Regions from separate parts of the Mus musculus genome. Here region 1 is linked to region 2. The links are chromatin contacts, called in public HiChIP or PLAC-seq maps. All regions are on one chromosome and are shown on one strand. Each heading gives the region's core, a stretch centred on a gene start, on an enhancer-like site or on the middle of the called end of the contact. The rest is flanking DNA. Distances are from core to core; before and after follow the strand shown.

What was found. HiChIP or PLAC-seq counts read pairs in DNA pulled down with a chosen protein or histone mark.
Region 1: an H3K27ac HiChIP or PLAC-seq map of neural progenitor cells shows a contact between it and region 2, with 15 times the contacts expected there. The contact joins two enhancer-like sites. A contact is called at or near these places in 1 of 15 datasets of contacts at CTCF or cohesin (stem cell-derived epiblast-like cells), 6 of 484 Hi-C or Micro-C datasets (cardiomyocytes, cerebral cortex, embryonic stem cells and 3 more), 4 of 115 datasets of contacts at active chromatin or transcription factors (VIP interneurons, astrocytes, neural progenitor cells and 1 more) and 1 of 9 other capture datasets (embryonic stem cells).

What each region holds. Positions count from the first base shown.
Region 1 is chr5:68,094,085-68,100,852 of GRCm38.p6, reverse strand. The region is part of intron 1 of Grxcr1 (glutaredoxin, cysteine rich 1); the gene reads right to left. Among named protein-coding and RNA genes, the nearest start is that of Grxcr1, 66 kb to the right of the region's middle. Within about 2 kb of position 2,427, at least 30 of the 459 cell types and tissues checked have an H3K27ac peak or open chromatin away from gene starts, as enhancers often do. A contact at or near this core is called in VIP interneurons, neural progenitor cells and neural stem cells, where this site is marked.
Region 2 is chr5:67,749,631-67,756,785 of GRCm38.p6, reverse strand. Atp8a1 (ATPase, aminophospholipid transporter (APLT), class I, type 8A, member 1) reads left to right here. Exons shown (of 37, transcript NM_001038999.2): 15 at 92-136; 16 at 5,701-5,773. Among named protein-coding and RNA genes, the nearest start is that of Gm46914, 50 kb to the right of the region's middle. Within about 2 kb of position 3,980, at least 44 of the 459 cell types and tissues checked have an H3K27ac peak or open chromatin away from gene starts, as enhancers often do. A contact at or near this core is called in VIP interneurons, neural progenitor cells and neural stem cells, where this site is marked.

The DNA.
Region 1 (6,768 bases), core at 1,178-3,677, 350 kb before region 2:
CTTAAAAAATGGGGCTCAGAACTGAACAAAGAATTCTCACCTGAGGAATACCGAATGGCAGAGAAGCACCTGAAAAAATGTTCAACATCCTTAATCATCAGGGAAATGCAAATCAAAACAACCCTGAGATTCCACCTCACACCAGTGAGAATGGCTAAGATCAAAAATTCAGGTGACAGCAGATGCTGGCGAGGATGTGGAGAAAGAGGAACACTCCTCCATTGTTGGTGGGATTGCAGGCTTGTACAACCACTCTGGAAATCAGTCTGGCGGTTCCTCAGAAAATTGGACATAGTACTACCGGAGGATCCAGCAATACCTCTCCTGGGCATATATCCAGAAGAAGCCCCAACTGGTAAGAAGGACACATGCTCCACTATGTTCATAGCAGCCTTATTTATAATAGCCAGAAACTGGAAAGAACCCAGATGCCCCTCAACAGAGGAATGGATACAGAAAATGTGGTACATCTACACAATGGAGTACTACTCAGCTATTAAAAAGAATGAATTTATGAAATTCCTAGCCAAATGGATGGACCTGGAGAGCATCATCCTGAGTGAGGTAACACAATCACAAAGGAACTCACACAATATGTACTCACTGATAAGTGGATACTAGCCCAAAACCTAGGATACCCACGATATAAGATACAATTTCCTAAACACATGAAACTCAAGAAAAATGAAGACTGAAGTGTGGACACTATGCCCCTCCTTAGAAGTGGGAACAAAACACCCATGGAAGGAGTTACAGAAACAAAGTATGGAGCTGAGATGAAAGGATGGACCATGTAGAGACTGCCATATCCAGGGATCCACCCCATAATCAGCTTCCAAATGCTGACACCATTGCATACACTAGCAAGATTTTACTGAAAGGACCCAGATGTAGCTGTCTCTTGTGAGACTATGCCGGGGCCTAGCAAACACAGAAGTGGATGCTCACAGTCAGCTAATGGATGGATCACAGGGCTCCCAATGGAGGAGCTAGAGAAAGTACCCAAGGAGCTAAAGGGATCTTCAACCCTATAGGTGGAACAACATTATGAACTAACCAGTACCCCTGAGCTCTTGACTCTAGCTGCATATGTATCAAAAGATGGCCTAGTCGGCCATCACTGGAAAGAGAGGCCCATTGGACACGCAGACTTTGTGTGCCCCGGTACAGGGTTACGCCAGGGCCAAAGGGGGGGAGTGGGTGGGTAGGGGAGTGGGGGTGGGTGGGTAAGGGGGACTTTTGGTATAGCATTGGAAATGTAAATGAGCTAAATACCTAATAAAAAAAAATGAAAAAAAAAAAAAAAAAAAAAGTAGAGATGTCAAAAACAACTTCACCACATACAAGACCTGATTGGGAAAGAAACATTTGTTGTGGTTGTGGTTCTTCCTCCTCCTCCTCCTCCTCCTCCTCCTCTTCCTCCTCTCCTTCCTCCACTTCCTCCTCCTCCTCTTCCTCCTCTCCTTCCTCCACTTCCTCCTCCTCCTCCTCCTCCTCTTCTTCTTCTTCCTTCTTCTTCTTCTTCTTCTTCTTCTTCTTCTTCTTCTTCTTCTTCTTCTTCTTCTTCTTCTTCTTCTTCTTCTTCTTCTTCTTCTCCTCCTTCTTCTTCTTCCTCACTGACTGTAGTACTAGCTATGAATTTCTCATGTAGAGAAATGATAAAGATATTGGCTATAATAAAGATACTGCCTTCTGTACAAGATTTTCTTTGAATCTCTATAATGAACAGATGTTGAACTGGATGCATTTTGGATTGGAGAGGATCTGCTATAACTACCAGCTCTTCCTGATAGAGAACTTTGGGTTATATCCTTTTAAAATAACTATGTGTCTTCTTTTCAGTCATGAGAATATACAACATAGGTATGTATCATAGTATGCAATCAAAACAAGTCCTTAGCAATATGGCTTACAGTATGAAATAACAGTATACATAAGAAAATGTAGTGTTGCAACTTGCTAGGTACAATGAGAGAAATGCATATGTAGCTAGATGAACATTGTACAGGACGCTTTCTATGTTTGCTTTAGAGGCCCATTTCTGACATTTGTGTTGATAGTGAAAGGATAAGGTTAGGTAAAAATCCAAAGGAATGTACTACCTGACAGTGCAATGGCATGGGGGGAGCTTGGGATTCACCTCAAATGTCTTTTTTTTAAAACATAAAGAAGGGGAAATTCCATGTTACTAAACTCCTCTAGCTCTGTTTGAAGGCCTCCTGTCCTGTGTTTCATGGCCACTTTTAATCTGAGGAGCCTTTAGCCTAAGAGGAATGTGATATCCATAAAGGATGCTGCAAGTTGCACTGAATCATATTAACATTTCAAAAAGATGGAGAAAGGTCAGTGACACAGTTGCATAAGATGGACACCACACAAATGTAGCCAGTGCTAATGGTAGCAGGATCTAAACAAATGGTTTTCCAAGAGTTATGTAGGCCACATTCTGAATAATTATGTTCCTGCCAACTCCTTCAGTCTAAGAACAAAAGGCTGAATGAACATGGGAAAAATTGAGGTTAGGGAATGTGGTTATATATTAGAGTAGAATATTAGGTATAATTTAGAAGTATGCCTGCCTAGATCAATTTTATGATATAAATTTTAAATAATAATTTTGTTGACAAAAATTGTCTATATTTGGTTCATTTTTCTATCCCTCAACAGATTTGTCAAAGCATCTGGCCAGAAATCTAAAAATAGCTCCTCAGTGGTACACTATCCATTTCCTCCCTCCCAGAGGGTTACCATGGCAATATCGTGAGGATAGAAAGGATGGAAGACCCTAGAACAGCATAGATGAGGCACTGCTGAGAGGTCTGCCGATCTCAAAGAGTCCCAGGGAGCAATAAGGACAGGTCTCTTCTCCTTGGTAAAGGTTTCAGAAATGCGTCGTGCAGATGCCTAGGAGCTTCCCCACAATCTGGAGAAAATAGACAGAAAGGGAGGAAATGGGTATGAGTGAGTCTGAGGGGCTGAGTCAGCCTGTGTGCCCTGGCTATGCAATAGGCACTGTGAAATGGTGTCAGCATCACCACTCATCTTTAGGCACTCAGAAGCCTTCACTCCACTGGATCAGCCCTTGGAATTAGTCCCCATACGTCCAGTTCAGCAGAGGTACAGAGGGACACAGGCTTAGCCCCTCAGCCTGGAGCAAATCCAGTGGACTGTTTACAGTAGTTGCCTGTTAGGTCTTAGCCAGGGTTGAATAGACTTTTTGATAGTCTTCAAAACCTTGCTCAAGTGTACCTCCAAGACCTAAAAGAATCCAGATCTAAAAGCCAGAAGAATTCCAGTCTTAAGACATCATCATCATCATCACCACCACCACCATCATCACCATCATCATACGTTTAAAACTTCTTTGAGCATCAGTGGCATACACAATGCTAACAACAAATTTAGTGTATTTAATTCTTATAGTGAAATTTCCATGATGATACTGTCTGAGGTCATGAATCTAAATTCTAGCTTCAGAGAGGATCTTGATTAGATGACAGAGTTATATAGATTCAACCAAGTCAGCGTGGAAAACTAGATAGTGGCCCTTCCAAAGTCTGGGAGCTCCCCAGCTCCCCCACTGGACCCTCCTGAACCCCAGCACCTCACTATTGTGTCCTTTCCCTTTTCATACCAGAGTGGTTACTAACTCACACTCTGTTGATAGACTCCATTGCCCATGAGGTAGACTGTGACTCAGAATCTTTGCTTCCTTACCAAATTATATCCCACATTTAGCAGTAAGTTATATCACACTGGGGTACAATTTTCAGAGAATGTGTGTGTGTGGCTGTGTGTGTGTTGTCATTTGTCTTTTTTGAAAGACTCCTTTGAGATAAGTAAAGTGAGAGATCCTTTGTCCTCCTCCTGAAAGCAAGCAGGCCAAGAGATTAGCTTTAAGTTACATAGCACATCAGAAAGCACTCTGGGACCAGACCCAGATTTCTTGATGACCTGACAGGCCAGTCTGAAGATTTTAATCAGCAGGCCAGCAATGGAACAGAGCAATGGCTTCTGCAAATGGCAGAATATTCTTCATCTGTTCCTTGCTTGCTTTTCCTCTTCATGAGACTCTGCGAATACTTGTAGTTAGTTCAATGTATGTTAATAGATGCATCTTAACATTGTGTTAAATAACTAACCACTCACCCTAATTCTCAAAGGTGTAGGTGCAGAGCTCTAAAGAAGGGAACTTCTCCACATTTCTTTGTGAGACACAAATGGTTCATTTAAACATAGCCCTGACTCCTGTTTACTGTATCTTCAAGGTATCTCTGGAGACTTCCTGTGCGTTAGTTTCATCGTCATATGTAATGAAAATTGTGACCTAGACTTAACAGATGAGGAAATCTAGGCCTGTTAATAAGCTTAAGGTGCCCAGGTAACTCCGAGGAAAGGGACCAAGGTCAGAGCAGAGTGTGTGCCCTTTCTGGAGCCTGGTATCATATGACCCTGCAAGTTATAAATAACCAAAGAAAGACACTGGTAGAGAACTGAATGGCAAGTTATACCAGGATGTGATTGTCACATGGACAGTCCTCGAAACGCCTGCTTCTCCCTCCACTTTTAACCTTTGTTTAAATGTCACCCCCCCCCCCCAGGCAACCAATTCTCCGTACACCATCAGCAAAAGACCCTGTCTCTTACCTAATCTTTTCCTTTAAAGTAGGCAGGACGATGGAATATTATACAATGCAAACTATTTGCTCGCTACCAGGACCTACAAATAAATTATAGCTCTACTAAATCAGGGACTTAGGTTTTTCCTAAGAACTAAGAACCCATAACACAATCTGGCATGTAGTAGGTACATAATAATAATTTCTATGCTTTTCTATCATTTAGATCAATTTTGTTCATTTCCCTCTTAGCATCTAAATAATCGTAACTTAAATATACTCAAACATTGGGAGTCCCTTGTTTGTAAAATCAAGAAGTTATACCATTTGTGCAGTAAGATTCTTTGACAAATGAAAAATAACAAAAATCTGGTGCCTAATAAACACTCAACAAAAGATATGTTGTGTTGAAAATCTCATTGCTAATATAAAATGCCATTGACATATCAGCTTCCTTACTGCTCTATAAGCTAAAGGTCACAAGTAAAGATACACACTGATATGTGCTTCAATGGCGGGCTCTTATACTGTTATGCAATGATTACAAACCAAATCTCCCACTAAGGGCAATTGTTATTCATATTTTTTATGCATGTGGAAACAGTCAAGTTGAAAATTTTTACCACGTGTCATAAATCCTTTTCTCAGCGACCCACTTTGTCATATGTACAAATGAGCAAGCACTCTGTGCAGGTGAACATTTCTAAAAGAAGGGCTTTCTGGTTTGTTTATTTCCCAAGCCTGTAAGAAAAATGTTAATGAATTCCCAAGAAATTGTCTATTTGTTCAGATTGATTGCTGAACTGGCCGAGTCATTAACTGAGAATTCAATACTATCCTACACACTAAAATTAAAATGAGTGTTCAGAGAAAGCTCTTCCGAGACACCCCTGATCTTGCAGCATGTCTGACTATGTGGATGAAGAAAAGAAGCCTCCTTCTCCCACCAGAAAGCTGCTGGCTGTGGCAGTGTAATGCTGGCATTCACTCCTAAGCCAGCTCAAAGTTTCAGGTGAAAACCTGCACTTTAATCTTCTGAAAACCCAAAGAACATGGCAGCAGGAAAGACTTGCATTCCAGCCCAGAGCAGTAAGCAGAGCTTGACCAAGCCTCCCCTTTAGAGAGCTCTTGTCTCTTCATGCTGCCTTTCCTCTTATTCCTCTGTATCCAGACAATTCCAATTGCTGGCATTGTCCACAACAGCCATTAGATTTGTATTCATCATGTGGTATCAAGGATACCCCATGTATTCTTTCACATGTGAAGAAAAAAAAATACAGACCTCCACAGTCTAATTATTTGGAACAATTTTTTTTCTTTGTTTTTGAGACAAAGCCTCAAGTTCCCAAGTGCTGGATACGGGCATGAGCCACCATGCCCTGTTCAAACTTTTGTTTGAGAAGCAAATGCTGTGTACTGGGAAGAAACCCATCTCAACCTCGGCTTTGGCACTTCGTGGCTGTGATCATAGAGTTCTGGTCCAGGGGGTACCCAGAAACCTAATTGATCAAGTTCTGTTTCTGGATCTGTATACAAAGATGTTTCTAGAGGAAAATTGCATTTGAATTTTAAAGAGTATAGAAAGAATATAGTCAGACACCATGAAGTCTGGGGTGGGAGTAGCTGAGCAAGGCAGAGAGGTTGAGCAAGGCTAGCCCTGTGCTCTCTACCTGGCTATTTGACATCCACCCTCTTTTTCCCTTGTGTTTTTTGCTCTGAAGGTTATGGAGAGATACAGTTGCTTTCAACTGTATTGAGGTTTACCTGGGTCTCCAACTTGGCAAAACTTAAGAAGACTTCACAACCCCCATATGTCCAAGGCTAACATCATATAAAAATCCTTTGCTGGACATAAATACCTTTCTGTACAGAGACACATAACGGCTGTGTCTTGGTTTGGGTTCTACAGCTATGATTAAATATCATGAGCAAAAGCAATTTGGGGAAGAAAGATTTTATTTCACCTTGTATCTTATATTATAGCATCCAAGACAAAGCAGGAACTTGAGGCAGGAACAGCTGATGTAGATGTAGAGGCCCTGGAAGGGTGCTGCATACTGCCCTGCTCCTCGTGATTTGCTCAGCCTGCTTTCTGATGTGGTCAGTCATCTTCCCTGCCAGCTGAGGTTTCTACCTCCCAAAGGAGTCT
Region 2 (7,155 bases), core at 2,731-5,230:
AACCCGCCTCTCAGCTCTCCTTCTCCATGGTTTTATGTTTCCAGCCTTTCTGTGATTATTTTTCCCTCTCTTTCTGTCCCTCCTCCTGAAGCCATGTCCCTGAACCTGAGGATTATGGGTGCTCGCCCGATGAATGGTAAGCTACGTGGTACTTCCACTGCTCTCTTTGAAAGCTTCTGATGTATTGCTTTGTAAACAGGCTTTTCTGGTCTCTGGGAGCCATCTTCACAGGTGTTGGGTGATGATGCTCTGTACTGGGTATTAAACTCAGAGTATCCTTGATTTTTCTATCGAAAGCCCTTGTAAACATATTCTAAAGCTTTAAAGGTTGCTGGAGTCTTATATTATTTATCTATAAGGCGGTAGGGATCGATTCCAAAGTGCCTGGGCAGGAAAATCTGCTGCTGCAGCAATTAAAGCTTGCTTATGGTTTTTTTTTTAGCTCAGCACTGCCCCCTTCTGCCACTGTGCGGATAACGCGCCCATGGACCAGATAATGCAGCTACAGGCCCAAGTGGTACAAGTTTCCTTTTAACATTGTTCATTATTTCTATGTCTCTTCAGAGGCTATAAAATGAAGACCTTTAAATGTAAGGCCAAAGTGTTCTAGAACTAGACTTCCTGCAACCTATCAGTAAATGTACATTCATCATAGATTTATTAAAAATAGCATAGTATAAATTTAATTTCACTCCTATGGGAAGCTTTTTGCTTTTGTTTTGTTTTACATTAAAATTCTTTCAGCCATGTATTTGCATTTTTATCTAGGGGAATTTAGTGTATTTTGTTACTTGTATGATTTGTCATGATCTTGTGGCAAATAAAATTTGAACAATTATAGTTTCTTTAAAGCTAGTGATTTTGAAAAAAAGACTTCTATTTATCTGGACCTCATAGGCTTTATGATTAAGTTATATTTCCACGATCCATTGAACTCCAGTTACAGAATAAGTTTTCAGCCTTCTTGGGATTTATTTCAGTAAAGTGGGGATTTGATATGAGTTTTCAGTAAGCCTCATAGCACCCAGGATTACAGAGGCAGCTGTTTGACTCCTGTGACCGGTGCCACCAACAGTGCTCATTACAAGGAGTCCTACACATTCTGACACCTATCACAGTCATTTGGCTCTTCATACCACTCAGACGAGCATTTTATCATTGCTTGCCTTAGCCTTGCCTACATTCCTACTTATCTGGTCCCGCGACCCTGTAGTTAAAGCTTTTACTGTGGATACTCTTTGACCCAGGTCAGATGTTATCTAAATAAACCCTGCCTCCTTTTTTTTTTTTTAACACCTATGCATCTTTATATGCTGCTTGTCTATAGGACAGTTTGACCCATTTTAATACCATTAAGTACTGTAGAATTGATACACATATCTCTCTTAAGAGACATGACTCCTTTTTCTTAGTCTCGCTGTGGTTTTCTCCAAAGTCTTATATTATTTTCCCAGATCATTTAAAACATTAGACTTTGAGCAGGGGTTGTTTCATGCCACTAACCACTGTTGGAAAAGGGGTTATGTCATTTATCTTGCTCATAAGTTTTTTTTTTTTCATTAAAGTATCTTTTGGGGGGGAATCTAAGTTCAAATGAAATATAACAACTTTTTCATGAATTATGTATTTTCACTCTGCCATTGAGTCTAAAAGTGCACCAGGAAAGACGAGTATCATTTTATGGAAAAGGCACTTTGTTTATTTGTATACTTGGGGGGGGGGGGGGGTCTCTGTCTACACTTGTAGGTTTGCAAAGGTAAAGATGCAGGGTTTTTTTTTTTTTTTTTTTTTTTTTTGAGGTTCTGTGTAGGGTTATGTGGAGTGGCCATGCATGTGAGCTTTGGACTCTGACCATCAATGTTTAGACCCTGACCTGTCCTTCACACAAGTTACTAACTACCTGAGTAGACTTATTGGAAGACTATGACCACCATTAGCCGTTAAATCAGTAGGAAACATTGACAATTAACTAAGCCCTAACTAGAAGGCTAGTGCTGGTGGCACTATAATTCTCAGTCTGCACCATCTATCTGACATGATCATTTTCAAGTTGATAGGTTTTATAGAGAGAAGCCTGTAAGTAGTCTCCCCAAGAACACAACCAGCGGACATGGGTGAGAGCCAGAGGTAATCCTGGCTTAGCCTGATTATGAAAGGTGTGTTAGTGCCGTCACACGTCTGTAGACTTGAAAGACTTGTGTTTCTTTTGGAGCACGGGATAGCTTTGCATTTCAAGCCCTAACTGATTTTATTTCAGTTGAATTGCTGAGGTTGTTAAGGAGAGGCAAATTGAACATCTACCGTTTGACTGAGTTGAGGAACCCTAACTCAGAAGCTCATACAAGACTCCATACTTCCAAGGGCCTCATCTAATTGGTTTTATATTGCTGAGAAAACCAAGATCAACTGTGGCCGTGGTGGAACCCTGTGCTCTGCATATGTGACAGTGGCTCTATGCTACTGCTGCAGGAGGAGAGACTATGGAAGACTCTCTCCAAAACTCTAGAAGTCATCTCAATAGCTGCTTGGCAGCTTTGTCTGGCAATGTGAAGTTGACTGAATGCCACGTAGCAAGCTTGTAGCTGTCTGTTTAATTGTCCTGCTTGAAATGGCACTCACCACAAAAATGTTAAGAAAATCCACATGTGAAAATTATGTGTTTATATTTGGTCCATTCTAAAGACCCTTTCAAATATACTCTTGGCATTAAAGACTGTGCAATAGCTGAAATCCTCTAAAAATGTATTAATATAAGTGATTTGTCTAGATTATGACTTCCCAGTGCATAGCTACTAACTCTAGAATTGGCACTGTTTCCTGTTGTTGCCAAGAACCATAAACAAACGTGGAGACTTGGAGACCAATTCCTTTCTATTAAAAACCATTATCTAAATTGATAGTATCAATATTGGAAGGACTAGAGAGAAAAACATCCATGTAATTATAAGTTATCACATGATTACTTTCAAAAACCCACAAATATTCATAATCATTTTCTCTTAAAAAATTATTTTGGAAAGTTTAAATATAAGCAGAATGAACAAATGTCCCCATCAGTTATTTTAACAGGCTATGCCCTGGGTCACCCTTATCCCTCCTGTGCCTTTCTACCCTTATTATTCTGAAGCAAATCTAAGTAGATATGTTTGTTTTTTCTTAACTTCTTGATACAGTCACACGTTATGTTCTTGTTATTTTTCAAGTAAATGACAGTGGGGTGACAGAGAGCTTGCCTTAGAGCTGGCCCTGCAGTCGTTCAGTGGTTTTTTGTTTTTGTTTTTGTTTTGTTTTTTTGTATTATTATAGTATCTGCAGGTTGAACAAGTTTCTCTTTTCTGCTTGGTTATTTTCTCATTTTACCTAGCCTATAATTATGTGTGGCGTGAGTGGCATTTATTTATTCTGCTGTAGAAGGTAGGCTGGGTAGAGCATTCTTCCAGGCGTGCCCTTAGAATAATGAGAGCTAACCCATCTCCATTAGCATCAGTCTTCAAAGGAGTCCCCTTGGCAGGCTCTTTCTTCAGCAGTGCAGACTCTCACACAGCATTTTAGAACTCCTCTTTTGTAATTGCTTTCAGAAATACTTGCAGTCACCCAGGAAACTGAGTCTCATTTACTTTGATCAAAACCAACCATTATCTAGCCAAAACAGTGCATTTAATCACCCATTCAAATTCTTGGACTTAACTACTCTGAGTAACAAACTCATTACTAAAAAAATTAAATCTACCAGCAAGCAGTTTTGACTACCAATGAACAGGACCTTAAAAAAATCCTAGAGGTACAGACTCTTTTAAAAAACAGTTCTCTGACTGCTGGGGCCAGAAGCCCTTAAGCTGAGGCAGGTCCACTAGGTTAGGGAAGAGATCAGCCCCTGAGTCAGAGAGGATGCTGAGCAAACAGGCTTTGTACAACCGTGTTCATTGCCTCAGAAAACTGACTTGCGCTACCAAAGGAGCTCTGCCTCAGGTCGTCCGGGAGATGTGGCACGGATCAGGAAGCCAGCCTCTACACGGGTGCTGTACAGTGGGCAGTGAGCTTGTCCAGGCCGACACATTGTGCAAGTGCTCTCTCAACTGCTCTTTCTTTACATCCAGTCTGTCACACAATATCTCGGGGAGCATGTGCCAGTGGCTCCCGTTCACCCGGCCTCCAAACCTGAAGAGACTCCAAGACCAATGGGGTGTTGTTTTGTTTTAATCCACACTAGTCATGGAAGTATTAAAGAGAGAAAAATACACCTTTCTCCTGGGACTGAGATTTTTATCATTTTAAAAACTGAATCATTTGAATAGAAAGATGAGTTCTCCCAGAGCTGCGACTCAGCTTCTCTGTGATAATTGCCATAAGGTAATTATTATGCAGCTTTATGTGTTCAAATGTATCCTCAGCTGAAGGACTTTCTGGCCCCAGCAGTCAGATCACTGCTTTGTTAAAAGCCAAGCATCAGTCCAGACCTTATAGGACAATGATTAGCCGTGTTTCTATGGTTTTGTACCATTTAGCCTGGCAGATCACCTATACCAGCAGTAATCTCCCTGTGGCTGGAGAGCTCTTGCCCTGTGGTCCCCCATGGGTTTCGTTCCTTGGACCAACTTAAGGGAAGAATGCCAAGAAGTCTCCTTTCAAACCCTATTCCATTTGGAAAGGTTTATGAGCCAGAGAAAACTGGGCTGGAGCAGAGGCGTGAAGGGAGGACCTGCCACCTAGTGGTCCAAGTTCTGAAACACACTCCTGACTTTTGGAAGGCAAAAGAAGCAAGCCACTTTGTGGAAAATGCCAGTAGGAGATCGAGGGATGTAAAGAATGAAATGCAGAGAGCCTTGTGAATGTCTCACCGGAGAGTGAATGAGAATGGTTCCAGGCTGCCCAAGAGCAGGGTGTATGACCTTCCGGTCTGCTAAGAAGGAAGAGCTATGGAGTTGGAGGACCGAGGTCACATTATAACATTGTAGCATGTGAGAACTAAAAGTAACCGCCCACGGGCTACATCAGTCTTGGATCTAGACTTTACCCCATCCCGAAGCTATGCACTAAGCAAAAACTAATTCTAGAATACAAGAAGAAATCTCATCTCTCCAGGGACCTGAGACAGGAACATACGTGGTCATGGGAGAATGACTGGACTATATTATAGTCAGAAAGGCTGGGGATAGCAGAAATTAGAGGTTAAGCAAGGTCTAAGAGTGACTGGCTAGCCACAGGCCTGTTGTTAGAGGGGCACGAATTTGGAGGACAGTCTGCCTTCCAATCTTTGCCTAGAGGAACCTGCTGTACAGCTCTTCCTGGGGAAAGATAACTAGACTAAGTGGCTCTCAACCTTCGTAATGCTGCATTGATTTTATACAGCTCCTTACATTACGGTGACCCCTCCAACGATAAAATTACTTTTCTTGATTCTTCATAACTGTCATTTTGCCACTGTGTAAATATCTGATATTCAGGCTATCTAATACGTGGCCCCTGTGAAAGGGCTGTTGGACCTCTCAAAGGGTCACAACCCACATGTTAATCACTACTGCACTAGACTATGTGTTGAGTTTGGAGATGGAACTGAAAAGAACATAGGTCCCTTCCAGTCTGACCTGAATTAAGGAATAGATCAGTTATTGGAATGGATTGAGAGTAATCACTCATCACTAGCAGTGGGTGAGTTAGGCCTATACAAGTGAACCAACTTTGCTTTGTTTTTCCCTTTAGGCAGAGCTCACAGTTTGGAGATGAAAAAACCTTTAATGACCCGTCGTTGCTGGACAATCTCCAGAATAACCACGTAAGTGACCTCAGTGCTATCTGTCCCTAGGAGGTGAGCACTAATGAATACGTCTCGGAATGAATTTCCTTCATGGTTAGTCCCCTCATGTTTTTACTTACATGATTTTTTTTTTAGATTTATTTTATTTTACATGTGTTAATGTCCTCAATGCCTCTGTGTCCAGATGCTTATATCTTTTTCCTAGATTTGAAGAACTCTCTGCTGTGATTTTACTGAGTCTATTTTTCTGTGTCCCCCACCCCAAATAGGAGGGGGATTTGGGGTACTGTTAGACTAAACAGAATTTAGATATTAAAACTAGAAGAAATTGCAGAATATATCGAGGACAGAGTTGGGGAAACCCTTAAGGAGGAACGAAAGCCTTGTAGATATAACAAATAGGGAGGGTAGAGCAGACCAGTGCAGAATGATCTCAAAGTGTTATATCAGCAGTCAAAATGTCTTCCTTGCTTATAGTGTTAGAGAATGCCTCTCTCCTTCCTCAGATAGCTATGACTTCGCTCTGTTGGTAAGAGAGCTCCTGCCCATCTTAGGACTGACTTACAACACAGCTGGGGTATCTACTGAAGTTAACTTACACCTGCATTTCTCCTGCCCAGACTGTCACAGCCCCTCTCATGCAGTGCTGCCTCAGATTTCTGCCCAGCTCCTGGTTTGTGTCTTAACTGATATGCCAGCATGCTGCCCTGGATTGCAAGTCACACCACCTCCCTGACTTCCGCCATCCCTCACCTACATCACTACTCTGCCTTGAGCGACTTTTTCTTTCTTCCTCCAGAGGCCATCTTTCATTTCTCCTCTGGGGCCTTATTATTAGTTCCATGCCGTTCGTCCCAGTGGAATTCTCCATGCTCGGCTCTTCATTAGCCTAGGACTTCTTCACATATCTATCTCCATCTCTCATGAACAGCCACATGTCCTGTCACCTCATATGACATTCACATATTCTCTTTACACACCTTAGCAGGCTGTGAATAAACAACGCTGTCACTATTGTCCCCTCTGCCTCCCTACGAGTCCAAGCAAGCTCCATGTGGCTGGGACCATCTGTGCTCTGTCCACTCTTAGCATAAGCAGTTTTTGTTTCCATAACCTAATTTAACCTTCTCCGTTGTTGCACTTTATAACGGGAGGTTATGCGAATATGGGAACACCTTATTTTCTTTATTATCTTGAATGACATTTCTCTCCAGAAGCCAGACATGAAGATGCTTAATATTTAGTGTCTGGGTTCTTTTCTCATCAGATCTGAGATGCTTACAGAAAGGATTCAGTCTTCAGTCTCCCTCAAGCCCCAAGAATTGATAGTGCTCAGTAAGTGTTTGTGATGCACACACACACACACACACACACACACACACACACACACACACACGTGC